Regions from separate parts of the Arachis hypogaea genome. Here region 2 is linked to region 1. The links are chromatin contacts, called in public Hi-C maps. All regions are on one chromosome and are shown on one strand. The core of a region is the stretch at or near the end of the contact, and the rest is flanking DNA. Distances in the headings are between cores, read along the strand shown. Region 1 holds the start of LOC112751253 (lachrymatory-factor synthase). Region 2 has its middle 11 kb from the start of LOC140179414.

Evidence for each region. A called contact is a pair of places that touch in the nucleus more often than the background predicts.
Region 2: a Hi-C map of leaf shows a contact between it and region 1, with 2.8 times the contacts expected there. The contact joins the enhancer-like site here to the promoter of LOC112751253 in region 1. A contact is called at or near these places in 2 of 8 Hi-C or Micro-C datasets (leaf and an unstated tissue).

The regions. Positions count from the first base shown.
Region 1 is chr15:149,435,628-149,441,518 of arahy.Tifrunner.gnm2.J5K5, reverse strand. LOC112751253 (lachrymatory-factor synthase) reads left to right here and starts at 3,516. Exons shown (of 1, transcript XM_025800331.3): 1 at 3,516-4,311. The coding sequence starts at 3,602. The coding sequence ends at 4,117. LOC112751252 (SNW/SKI-interacting protein A) reads right to left here. Exons shown (of 3, transcript XM_025800330.3): 3 at 5,491-5,891. The coding sequence ends at 5,809.
Region 2 is chr15:149,488,503-149,494,393 of arahy.Tifrunner.gnm2.J5K5, reverse strand. No RefSeq gene overlaps it. Among protein-coding and RNA genes, the nearest start is that of LOC140179414, 11 kb to the left of the region's middle. Within about 2 kb of position 2,808, at least 3 of the 3 cell types and tissues checked have open chromatin away from gene starts, as enhancers often do.

The sequences.
Region 1 (5,891 bases), core at 2,267-4,766:
CAAGGCTTGGAAAGTGTTGAAGGATGGGTTTGCTTGGTGTATTGGAGATTTGAACCAGAATTTTTGGTTTTCTAGCTGGAGGAGAGAAGGACGGTTATCTAATGAGATGGATTATGTCCACATTTCTGATTCGAATCTCCGGATACAGGATATTTGGTCGGTTGGTAGGTGGCATTTGGATACTCTTTATTCTCCTTTATCTCAAAATCTGAAAAATAATATTCTCTCTTACAATCCAGATGAACAAGCAGGTCCGGAAGTGGGTTGGTATTGGAGTGGGTCTGCTGCCAAAGTCTATGACTCACGCAATGGTTACTTGTGGTTGTGTAAGCAGCTGTTTGGTTGGGAGGAGAGGGAGAATTGGCTTTGGCTTTGGCGTCAGCTTGTTCCGGAAAAGCATAAGTTTTTGGCTTGGTTGTGTCTTAAGGAGGCTCTTCCTACTGCAAGTTTTCGCTTTAGAAGAGGGATGTCGTCATCGGATAGGTGTCCAAGATGTCTTTCTAGCCAGGAATCGGTTATACATTGTATTCGGGATTGTCCAAAAGCTCAGCTTGTCTGGTAAAGGTTGGATATTCCTTGTCATCCTTTGGATTTGAAGAACTGGTTCTTGTATCATAGCAGAGAGCACCCATTCAAGTTCTTTTCGGGACTTTGGTGGATATGGCGAGCAAGGAATAACGACATCTTTAATCCCCATGAAACTTGGCCTCCGGAAAAAGTCATTTGTCTGGCATTAACTTCAGAAAAGGAGCTTAGAAATATTTTTGAATTACAACGTATGTCCCTTCCCTCTACTCTAAATGGTTTTTGGAATCCCCCATCCATTGGTACTTTTAAGATTAATTGTGATGCTAGTTATTTTGGTTCGGGTGATAGTGTTGGTTTTGCTTGTGTTATTAGAGATTGTAATGGGAGCTGGCAAAGGGGGTGTTTGGGAATGATTGAGAGTAATAGTATTCTTCAAGGAGAATTGTTTGCTATTTGGAGAGGATATCTCTTAGCTTGGGATGTGGGTCAACGAGATGTTATTTGTGAGACGGATTGTGTGGAAGCATTTAATCTTGTTACTCAAGATGGTTTTGAGTTTATTGATCCACTGGTGCTCAAAATAAGAGATATCATGCATTGGAATTGGCGTGTTGACTTTCGTTTGATTATGAGAGATGCAAACACGGTGGCAGATACTATGGCAAAGATGGCGATGAAGTTACAACTTTCGCATGTGGAGCTTCTTTCACCTTGGGAGGAGTTTAAGAGTAGTCTTAAACGGGACTGTCCCTCTATTTAAGCAGTTCCTTGTTTTGTTTCTTTTGTTTTTCTTTGTTTAATTTATTTCAGTCACCAAAAAAAAAATTAAATAATCATACGGATTACATAATTAGATATGTTTCTTTTTTTTATAAACATTAGATATGTTTGTTTGCACCTTCAGAAATTCACTAAATCACCGACAGTGGCCCATCACTTTCAGTGACATCATATTTAAGTAATAATGAATTTTCTTGATCGAAAAAAAATTGAGCTGAGGAATTTTGATACATAATTGTCACACAGCATGAATCCCAATATTTGTTACCTCAGTTGACTGTTCCTCACAAATTTCGAGGATTTAATTAGCCACAGAATGTCAGATCAACTAGGCCGAAAAAAATTTATATAGGAGAAATTTGAGAGATATCCAACAAATAGGGTTTTTCGTGTTTTTCTAATATGGGAATTAAGAAGATGTTGGAGGCGAATTATAAAATTTTTTTATTAATTTTTAAAAAGTAAATTTGTTAGGCCGAATTGTATTTTTTTTAATTTAGAAAAACAATTTGTTATGCTGAATTGTATTTTTCTAAAACTTTTAAAAAATGAATTTGTCTGAAATGAATTGTAATTTAAAAAAAATGGAAAATAAATTCACTGTGAGTGAATTTTTTTCTAGAAAAAATATTTATAAATGAAATTTGTCAGAGACGAATTGTAAAAAAAGGAATATGTTAAAAGCGAATTTCAGACAGAATATATCCACGTAACTCACATTTTTTTACCATTTTCTGTAAAAACAAATCTTCCATAATCATATCAAAATTAAAAAAGACAACTTATATAATCTTCAGTATATTAGATAAAATTCAGATCATTTTATCTAATTATATTCATTTTTATCATTCTTTCTAAAAACCAAAAAGAAAAATGCATGTTAATATTTTCTTATAAAAAATGTATACACGATACACACATTTCTTAGTTTATTAATGATAGGCCGAATAAGTGACTAAAAAAATTAGGCCTAATAAAAAATCTTCTGTAATTCAAAATACTCTCACAATGTCAAGCATTATAATTAAATTAGGATGAAGTTCCTGTCCAAAAAAAAAATAGGATAAAGTTTAGACATGCCAATTAAAATTAATTATTTATAAGGGTTAATTTTTGAAATGGTTTTTGAAACATCTTTTATAAGTCAATTTGGTCACTTTAAATGTTTAATGTCTCAATTTGATTCCTGAAAAATATATGATATGAGTTAAGTAGGTCATTTCATTAACTTCTTGTTGATACGTCACACTAATATGTGAGATAAAAATATGTCGTGTATCACTTTCTTAATATGTCATATGGTACTTAACCATAACAAGTTAGAAAAATTAATTTCTCTTATGTTAATATTTTTTAAGAATCCAATTAAGGTGTTGAATTTTTTAATGATCAAATTGATTCCTAATGATCTTTTAAGGATTAGTTCGAAAACTACACTTTTTAATTTAGATATAGAAAGAGGAATGGTGTAGGACATAGTTATGGAGTGTATGGGTGCTTTACGCAGTTGTGGTGTCAAGAACAAATCGGACCCTCCGATTTGTGTTTAAAAAATTTAAAAAAATTGCATTACACAAATTGGACCGTCCGATTTGTATTTTAAACAATTAAAAAAATATTTAATATTGAAATCGGACCATCCGATTTTTGTTTTTAAAATAAAAAAAATTTAAAAGTACAAATCGGATCCTTCGATTTTCCCTTCCATCCGATTTGTGTTCATAATTTTTTTAACGAAGAAATCGGACAACACTTTATGGTTCAAAAAAAATTATCCCACATTCATGTCTAGCACCACCCACCTCCATACCCATGCACAACACATACAGAATTTGCATATCCAAAAAAATGAGCGCGAAAACTAACCTTTGTTTATCCATATATCTCTTTTTCTTATTATTTAAAAAAAAATCTACATGACCAGCAAATATTATTATGTTTGACCCATAATAATTTGCGCTCATTTTTACACGTTTTACACACAAAAAACATATAATTTGTATCTATATTTATCAAAATTTTGCATATATGAATCAATATAGTTTATAGTTATACATATACTTTTCAGAATTTATACACATAAACTAATAAAATTTATTTGTTAAAAATAATTTTGTGCTTGTGCTGGCCAAATAATGACACAAAATATTAAAAATTGCTATCCTCAAGAGTTTCTCTTAAAAAAAAGGAGAAAAAATTGATGGATTCTGATACATGTTATGTAATTAGGCCACTATCATGAGATTATAAATACAGAGCTTATCATACTTGTGTTTTGTGTGGAATTTGTAATATGATGGAAGCTTCAAATCAACAAGTTGAAAAATGGAAGGGCAAGGCCAAAACAGAAGTACTAGGATTCAAAGTAGAGCAAGTATGGCCTCTCTTGGAAGATTTCTTTGGCCTTGACAAGTGGTTCCCTACTCTCTCTACATGCCTTGCTGTCGAAGGCATCTCCGGCCGACCCGGCTGCGTGCGCTTCTGTGCCGGATTCAAGACCCCTGTGGATGAACAAGGCAAACAAACTATAAATTGGACTAAGCAGAAGCTTTTGTCCATTGACCCAACATTGCATACATTTAGCTACTCAATCATAGATGGAAATGTTGGATTCTGCTCCTACATTTCGACCTTGAAGGTGACACCTAAGGAAGATCAGGGCTGCGAGATTGAGTGGCTATATGAAGTTGAACCTGTCCAAGGGTGGCGGCCGGAAGATCTCGATCTTTTCATTGGTTCGGGTTTGCAGGTGATGGCTCAGAGGATTCAGGGAGCTTTGGAGACCATGCAAGAAGCAGTTAAAACTTGAAGTAATCATGTGAGTGGCTACCAAGAAATGCAATAAAGCTACTACTACTTCTTCAGTTGATGTATCCTTTGTGTGTTCTAGTGTATAACTTTGTTATGAATAAGTACTAGTAGTAATTAGTTGAACATGAATGATTTGGAATTTATGCTGTTTGTTTGAAAAGTTGCAACAATAAAATAGCTATTTGTTCTGAATTTCATATGGTGCTCATCTCTGGGTATAAGGTGCTACTTCACTGGAAACTCTCATTCTTTTTTATCCATCAATTTGAAGGAGTCCAAAGGTTGAGATTCCAATAAACACTTCCACTATGTTTGATGCTTTGATAGTTGGAAGTGAAACAGATTATTTGTGTCTTTTATTTTCTCTAATTTTTAAGAAAAAAAAATATAGAAAATTGACATAAACCTTAAAATTGAGCACATAATTCCTTGGTAAAAATAGTAATGGAAAATACTATACTATATAGTATATACATACTAAAACCAACCACCATGTATTTGTATTTGTATTTGTGTGTATTACTTTATATATTTTTAATGTGTATTCTATTTTCTAATATTTAATTTATATGAGTAATAATTCTTTATATGCATGCAACATGATTGAATTAAAATATTGAGTAATGCTAATAATAATAATTAATGTTGAATACACTTAGTAATGTGAAACGTCCTTTTAAACTGTCTATCCAAAAACCAAAATTATCCCCCGTATGCAAGACTTCGGAAATAGTGGGTATATAAGAACACTTTTGGCTGCTTGAACATAAAAATAATAACGACAATTGAATATGTCATAAACAAATTTCATCGTGAATTACTGATACAATTTGGTGATGTTAGACATCAAGATATATGGGATTTCAATAAAGATTTGTCTCACCAATTTGGTCTTTTAGATGAAATGGAGTAGGCATCAATGGGTCTGAAAACCCATTTCATATATGACGAAGTATTGTTTTAAACTTTTGGGATAAAAAAATAAAATAAAAAAAAGGAAATCCAAAATCAATCAAGATTAAGATCCAATTTAGTTACGATATAGTTACATGGATGATATTTTAATCATTATCAAGTTTGACTGATTCATAAAACGATGCACTCAAAACTTAATTCATGTGACGATGGAGAACAAAATTGAACATTAATCCAGCAAAAGAAAAAATCAGGAAGATTTTACTACCATTATTATTGTTTGTTTGGCAAAAAACCAGACTATTGCAGCAAACTTGCTGTGTCTGTCATCAGTGTATGACACTCAATAAGATACCTAAAACTAGGAGAACACACAAAATATTTGAACTTCAAAGAAATTTGTTATTCTGAAATGAATATTCAAGTGAAATGTATGAAATTGAAATAGAAAGGATATAAGAACTGAAATCAACATCTTTCATCTGGGTATATCTATATATTATGAAACCGTAGCAAATATTTCGATTCAACATCAAGGAGTCCAGATTTTTAAGAGACTACTTACCATCAATAGGCAAATATCTACTTTAAAACATTCCAATTCATGATTTCATTTGACATATAACTCAATCAAAAGCCATAAACATTTTAGAACCAGAGTACAGAGACATTTTAGAAAATTCCAAGTTCAAACACAACCTAAACCACCAGTTGGAATATGTAGGAGTGAACTGACCAGCCATCAGAAATTGACATCATTTGATAATAATCTACTTAGTGGCCTCTTTCGAATCCAATGCGAGTCCTACCAGAACCTCCCTCATAACCATCCCGCATTGAAGATCCGGCACTTGCTC
Region 2 (5,891 bases), core at 1,559-4,058, 54 kb before region 1:
GATAATCACATGACCCTTAAATATTTACCTCGTCCATGTTATCTATCTCCTGCCTAAATACCTCTACGATCTTCGATAACTAAGCTTTGCTCCGATACGAATGATTCCACCTGGAACACAATTCATCGAAAAAATTAAAAAACATATTCCGTCAATCAAATATGTATTCTCAATATAATGCAGGACTAAAATAGGAATTGTTATCTCATGGCAACTGGTATCTCAGCTGGTGGAAGGGACTGTCTGGGTACGGACGCAATACACGACAGTCACTCCCATGCCCAAACAAACAACAAATTAAGAGGGTCATCCATCTCCTTAGTATCATACCGTGATGCACGATATAGTGCTCTATAAAGATGCGTGAGACATGTTGACCCCCAACTATAAGTATGGATCCGCTCGAAATCGCAAAGTAAGGGTAGATACTTCGCATGGGCATATGCGGTTGACATATCCGTGAATAGGGTTGAACCCAACAAACAAAAAATCTGGCATCTAACATATCTTTTAATAGACTCTTCTTCAGCCTCTCAACTTCTTCTCTCACAATCAAATTGTGAAGCATTCAACAACAACACACAAAAAAACTTAATTCTTACACTTATCTCTTCACTCTCTCAACTTCTCCTCTCACAGTAAACATATGAAGCATTCATGCATGAGAAATGGTTCCAGAAGTTCAATTTATAGAGGGACTTTGAACGTTGCTAATTACCGAAGTGGGGGGCTGTCCCCTGCATGCAGACCACCTGCAACACGCCCCCCCGTGTTGCTCCAGACTCCTCGGAAAGGAGCAAAGACTCTGCTGGCCTGCCAAGATTCAGAGGCAACACGCCCCTGCGTGTTGGCAGGGCTGTGCCACACATCCCTCCAACCCACCTCACCACGCCCACATGCGTGTTTCCATTGCCTGACACGCCTCTAAGGCACTGTCAACACGCCCCTACCGTGTTGAAACTGAATCCCACCATTCGGCAATACACCTACATTCTCAATATTTGGCCAATACAGCACCGTAACTTCCATAAAAAAAATAATTTCCACATATGTAACAGATAATAATTTAAAATTAAAAGTAAAATTTGTTCTTTTAATACTTAATCTTAGTTAGAATTTTAGATTATTTTTAATAATTTTATCAATATAATTATATAAGTGGTAAAATTTTATTGATTTTTCATTAAGAAAAAATCATATTTCTAAAGTAATACCAATTTTATTTTATCAATCAACTCCAATACAAATTTTAATCCTAAATTAATTAATTTTTTTAAAATATCAAAAATAATATTTCAAAAATATTTTATTGGAGATGCTCTTAAAAAAATTAAAAAGTTCCTAAAAATCACATTAAAAATAGAAGACTGAAAATATAATATATTATAAATGTGAATAGAAAATAAATTTTCTAATGGACTGCATAATATATTTAAATACTTTAAATATAATTCTGATTGTTTAAAAGTGATTTGAATTTACATCCATTAAGTAAAAAAATTTATTTATGGTTAGATGATTCATTATATAATAGTGTAAACAATAAAAATCATTTTTAATTTTCATTTGGTTTGAGAAATTAGTTGTTGTGTCCACTTCTCATCATAAAAAGTTAAAAATAAAAAAAGAAAAAGAAAAACCTTAGTAGTAGCTTAACAGCCACTCCACATGGCTGCAGTGGTTACTTGCTTCGCTTTTTTTAAAGCCTATTCACATCATAGAATCTCTCTCTTTTTTATTTATTTTTTGGTCTAACACATTCCACTCATTAGGGATGTGCATGAATCGGATAAAATCAGGTTTGATATGACCCAAATTCGATTCGAAATATACACCGGACATATTTATTAGATCCGAACCCGACTTTAGACCCAATGAAACCTATATATTTTCGGGCCACGATTATACCAGATAAAAATTGAGTGAAAACCGAGCCATTAACATTACATTGTCTTGATACTTTCTTATAAGCTAGCATGTGAAAATATCTAAATTTTCAAGACTCCAACCATTATTTAACATAGTAAAATTCATTTAGAAAAATATAACAAGAACCAACTATTCTCTAAAATTAAAGCATATCCATAATCAATACTAATATTGTCTAATAACACCTAATATTTAAATCAATACAAATAACACAATATTATGCATTTGTCTAAAATCTTATGCATTTTAAACATAAAACATTAACTTATAATCTTATAATAACTAATAAAACAAAATATTAAGGTTTACAGTACTTAAATTTCACATAAGAATAGCTATCATCCATCACTAATAACAGAAAAAATATTAATTGTATATGATAACCGGGCCACGGGCTGAGTTCGGGAGACCCGAGTCATGGCCCAAACTCGACCCGAAATAATGACCGGGTCGATTTTTGAGACCTTTACCCAGTCTTTGACCCAGTAAAATCACACCAAATTAGCTTCTAAAGTGTTCGAAACCAGACCAAATCTTCAAACCGGACCGAACCATGCACACCCCTACCACTCACACACACTAACTTAGCAACTACGCTAGGACTCAAATCCGGTGGGGTTTTGTTTGAGGAAAACAGCTTTGCTATTATATCACATGCCTCAGCCACGAATCTCCCTCTTCAAAATGATCTATTTTGCTATTTCAAAATACAACTACCTCTATTTTTTTTTTTTGGGTGTGGCCTAAGGGTTTATTTATATTTGGGCCTTCAACAACCAAAGTTTATAATTAATAACTCTTTTGTGGTTTGACCCAAACTTTATGTGTGGCATTGGGTCAAATCAAAATTGTACAAAACAAAACAACTCGGATGCACTTGTTGGATATGGAAGCCCAAATCTACATGGAACCAAACATTGGGCCTGCTTAAATGGGAGGTTCTAAAATATTATACCAAAAAAATAATATTATACCAAAAAACCAACTTGATTGGTCAAGTGATAAGCTCATTCATCCATTTAAATAAGTATTTGGAATTTGAATTTCGCCTTGTGCATGCAGCAACCCACTAACTAGTGACAGACCTTTAAGTGAAGCTCAGATCCATGCTAAATACCTTAGTCTATCGGACTGAAAAATACCATGAACAAAAAAAATATATTATATCAAAAAATGGGTAGGATAAAATACTCATAAGGACATACCGACTTAAATTGGCCAAATATCTAACTCATTCGTCTAGTTGAATAAATATCAGAAATTCGACTCTTATTTTATACCTGCAGCAACTAATTGATAATTGTTTAGATCATAAGATGGTTTGGTAGAGACAACAAATACCTTTACTTCGTTAGTCTTTTTTTTTTTTTTTTTGGGACAGATACTTCGTTAGTCTTGTAACTAAAGAGTAACTAGGGTAAGCATTATTGGGCCATGACAAACAAGATTGGTTGGAACATCAAGCTGGACCCATCTTGGTGGTGTCTTTTTAATTTTGATAAAACAGCTGTTACTCATTATATTTTAAAATTTTTAATTAAAATATATTTGTTGAAATATAACAATAACATAAATTATCAATAAATACTAACTATCTGAATTTTTTAAATATAATTAAAAATATTTTATAGTATGTAATATAATTATTTATACACACTTAGTAATTATATGCAAGATAGTAAAATTGTAGTTTCTATCTTGACATGAAAGATTAATGTAAAATCGTAATTTATAAAATTATTAGACAGAATGTAAATATATTTTATAAATCATAAAAAATAAAAAATATAAAAAATATAATGTAAAATTAGTTTCATAAACAAGTCTCTAAACAAAATCACACATAGTTAAGCATAACACTAATTAGAACAGATTCATTAAATCACTTAAAAACATATTTATTTAATAATTTAAGGGTAAAATATTAAATTGGTCTCTATGTTTGGGCGTAATTCTATTTTAGTCCTTAAGGTTTAAAGTGTCCTATTTGAATCCAAAAAAGTTTCATTTAGCATCAATTTAGTCCCATAGTGAGGTCAAACTTAAACAATTAACAGAATATTCTACATAACAACAGTACAAGAACAAAATCGATAATCTGGAGAACAAGTACAAGCTCCAGAGGCACAAAATCAACCGTTGATGCATCAATACATTTATTTATCATTCTCTTTAATTCTATAGAAAATATTTTATTTATATTATAAGAAAAATAATAAATAAATATATTGATGCATCAACGGTTGATTTTGTGCCTCTAGAGTTTGTACATGTTCTCCAGATTATCGATTTTGTTCTTGTACTGTTGTTATGTAGGACATTTCGTTAATTATTTAACTTTGACTTCAATGTGGGACTAAATTGATGCTAAATAAAACATTTTTGGATTCAAATAGGACACTTTAAACTTTAAGGATCAAAACAGAATTACGCCCAAACATAGGGGACCAATTTAGTACTTTACCCATAATTCAAACATAAAATCAGATTCAGAATATTACAATAAAGCATATATATTCATAAAAAGAAAGGAGTTGCACGCTCAATTCACACGTTAACAAATTCACTAATTGAAACGTTTTAAAATAAAAGAATTCAGGTAAAGGCATAAAGCACTCAAATTAGAGGCTCAGAGCAAATTCAAGCTATGTGTCTTTCTAAACTAATGTTCACGTGATGTTCACTAGTATAGACACGACTAGAATAAAGTAGTAAAGAAGAGGCTAAAAGTACCGTTGCAGGTCCTATCTCAGCCAAGACAATTAGCTCTAGCAACGACAAAAGGAGAAAAGAATAGAGAAATTAATTGAGATACTAAAGTCTCATTGTTTGAGAAAACTAGAGATTCAGAATCATCTCTACTTCTAGGGAGGGAGGCTAAGTCCCTGAAGGAGAGAAATGCATAAATGAAACAATCTAGGGTTCTTTTCTAGCTTTTTTTTCTCCACGCGTTTGGCCTGGATTCGGGTTAGATTCCAAACTAAGTCGATCAGAGAACATTGAAACACCACTTATGGATTGGTCTTCTTCCTTTCACACAGGGTTGCTGACAAAATCATGATTTCAGCCATTTTGCAACTTTTCTCGACGATTCCACGTGAATAGCATTGCTCTCACTTGAACAACAAAATCAGAACGAAGAGAAACTGCAAAATCGCTAAAGTGTGCGATTTCGCAAGTTGAGTCACAATTTTGACTATGTTATTTGTATGTAATATTTTAATAAAAAATAAAATTATAAAAAATATGTAATAAACTCCTTTAAATTTGTGAACAAGACAATATTTAAAAATCTCAAATCTTTCTTTCACTTCTCCTTCCTCCCCTCAAAACCTTTCATTTTCTCTCTCAGAACTCGTGGACAGATTTGATTAAGCTTTTTTGGACATAGGAGATTTACTAATAAATTGGAATTATTAGTGGCGCTATCTTTTAATTGATCGTGATGTTACAAAAAGTTACAAATAACTGCCAACTGAAAATAAAGATATAGCCTGGTTAAAGATAGAGAGACACATAAGCACTTCTAATAGATAATTAATTTAATAAAAAAGCACTAATATATAGTCACGGTCTCTATCCCAACTTCCATTATTATTTTTCTTTCCTCCTTTTCTACTCTTTTAATAAAGAGGAATGTTAGAGGGATAATGACTTTATTGAACAATATGAACAATTACCAATCAAATAAAAACACATTACATCTCTAAATTAATTCTCTAAATTTTAATATTAAAATAACCATCCGTACACTAATAAAATAAACATCCAATATATCTATTGTTTACATTGTTTAATATTTTCATTGTTTACCTATACTTTTCCTTTAATAAATACATAGGATGAAACCCTTTAATGGGAAAAGCAATACTTTTTGTTCGCGATAAGATAGGAGACGAGACGCAATGGAGTTAGTGTACATACCAAAAGTCCAAAAGAAATAAATACAAGGTAGATTTTTT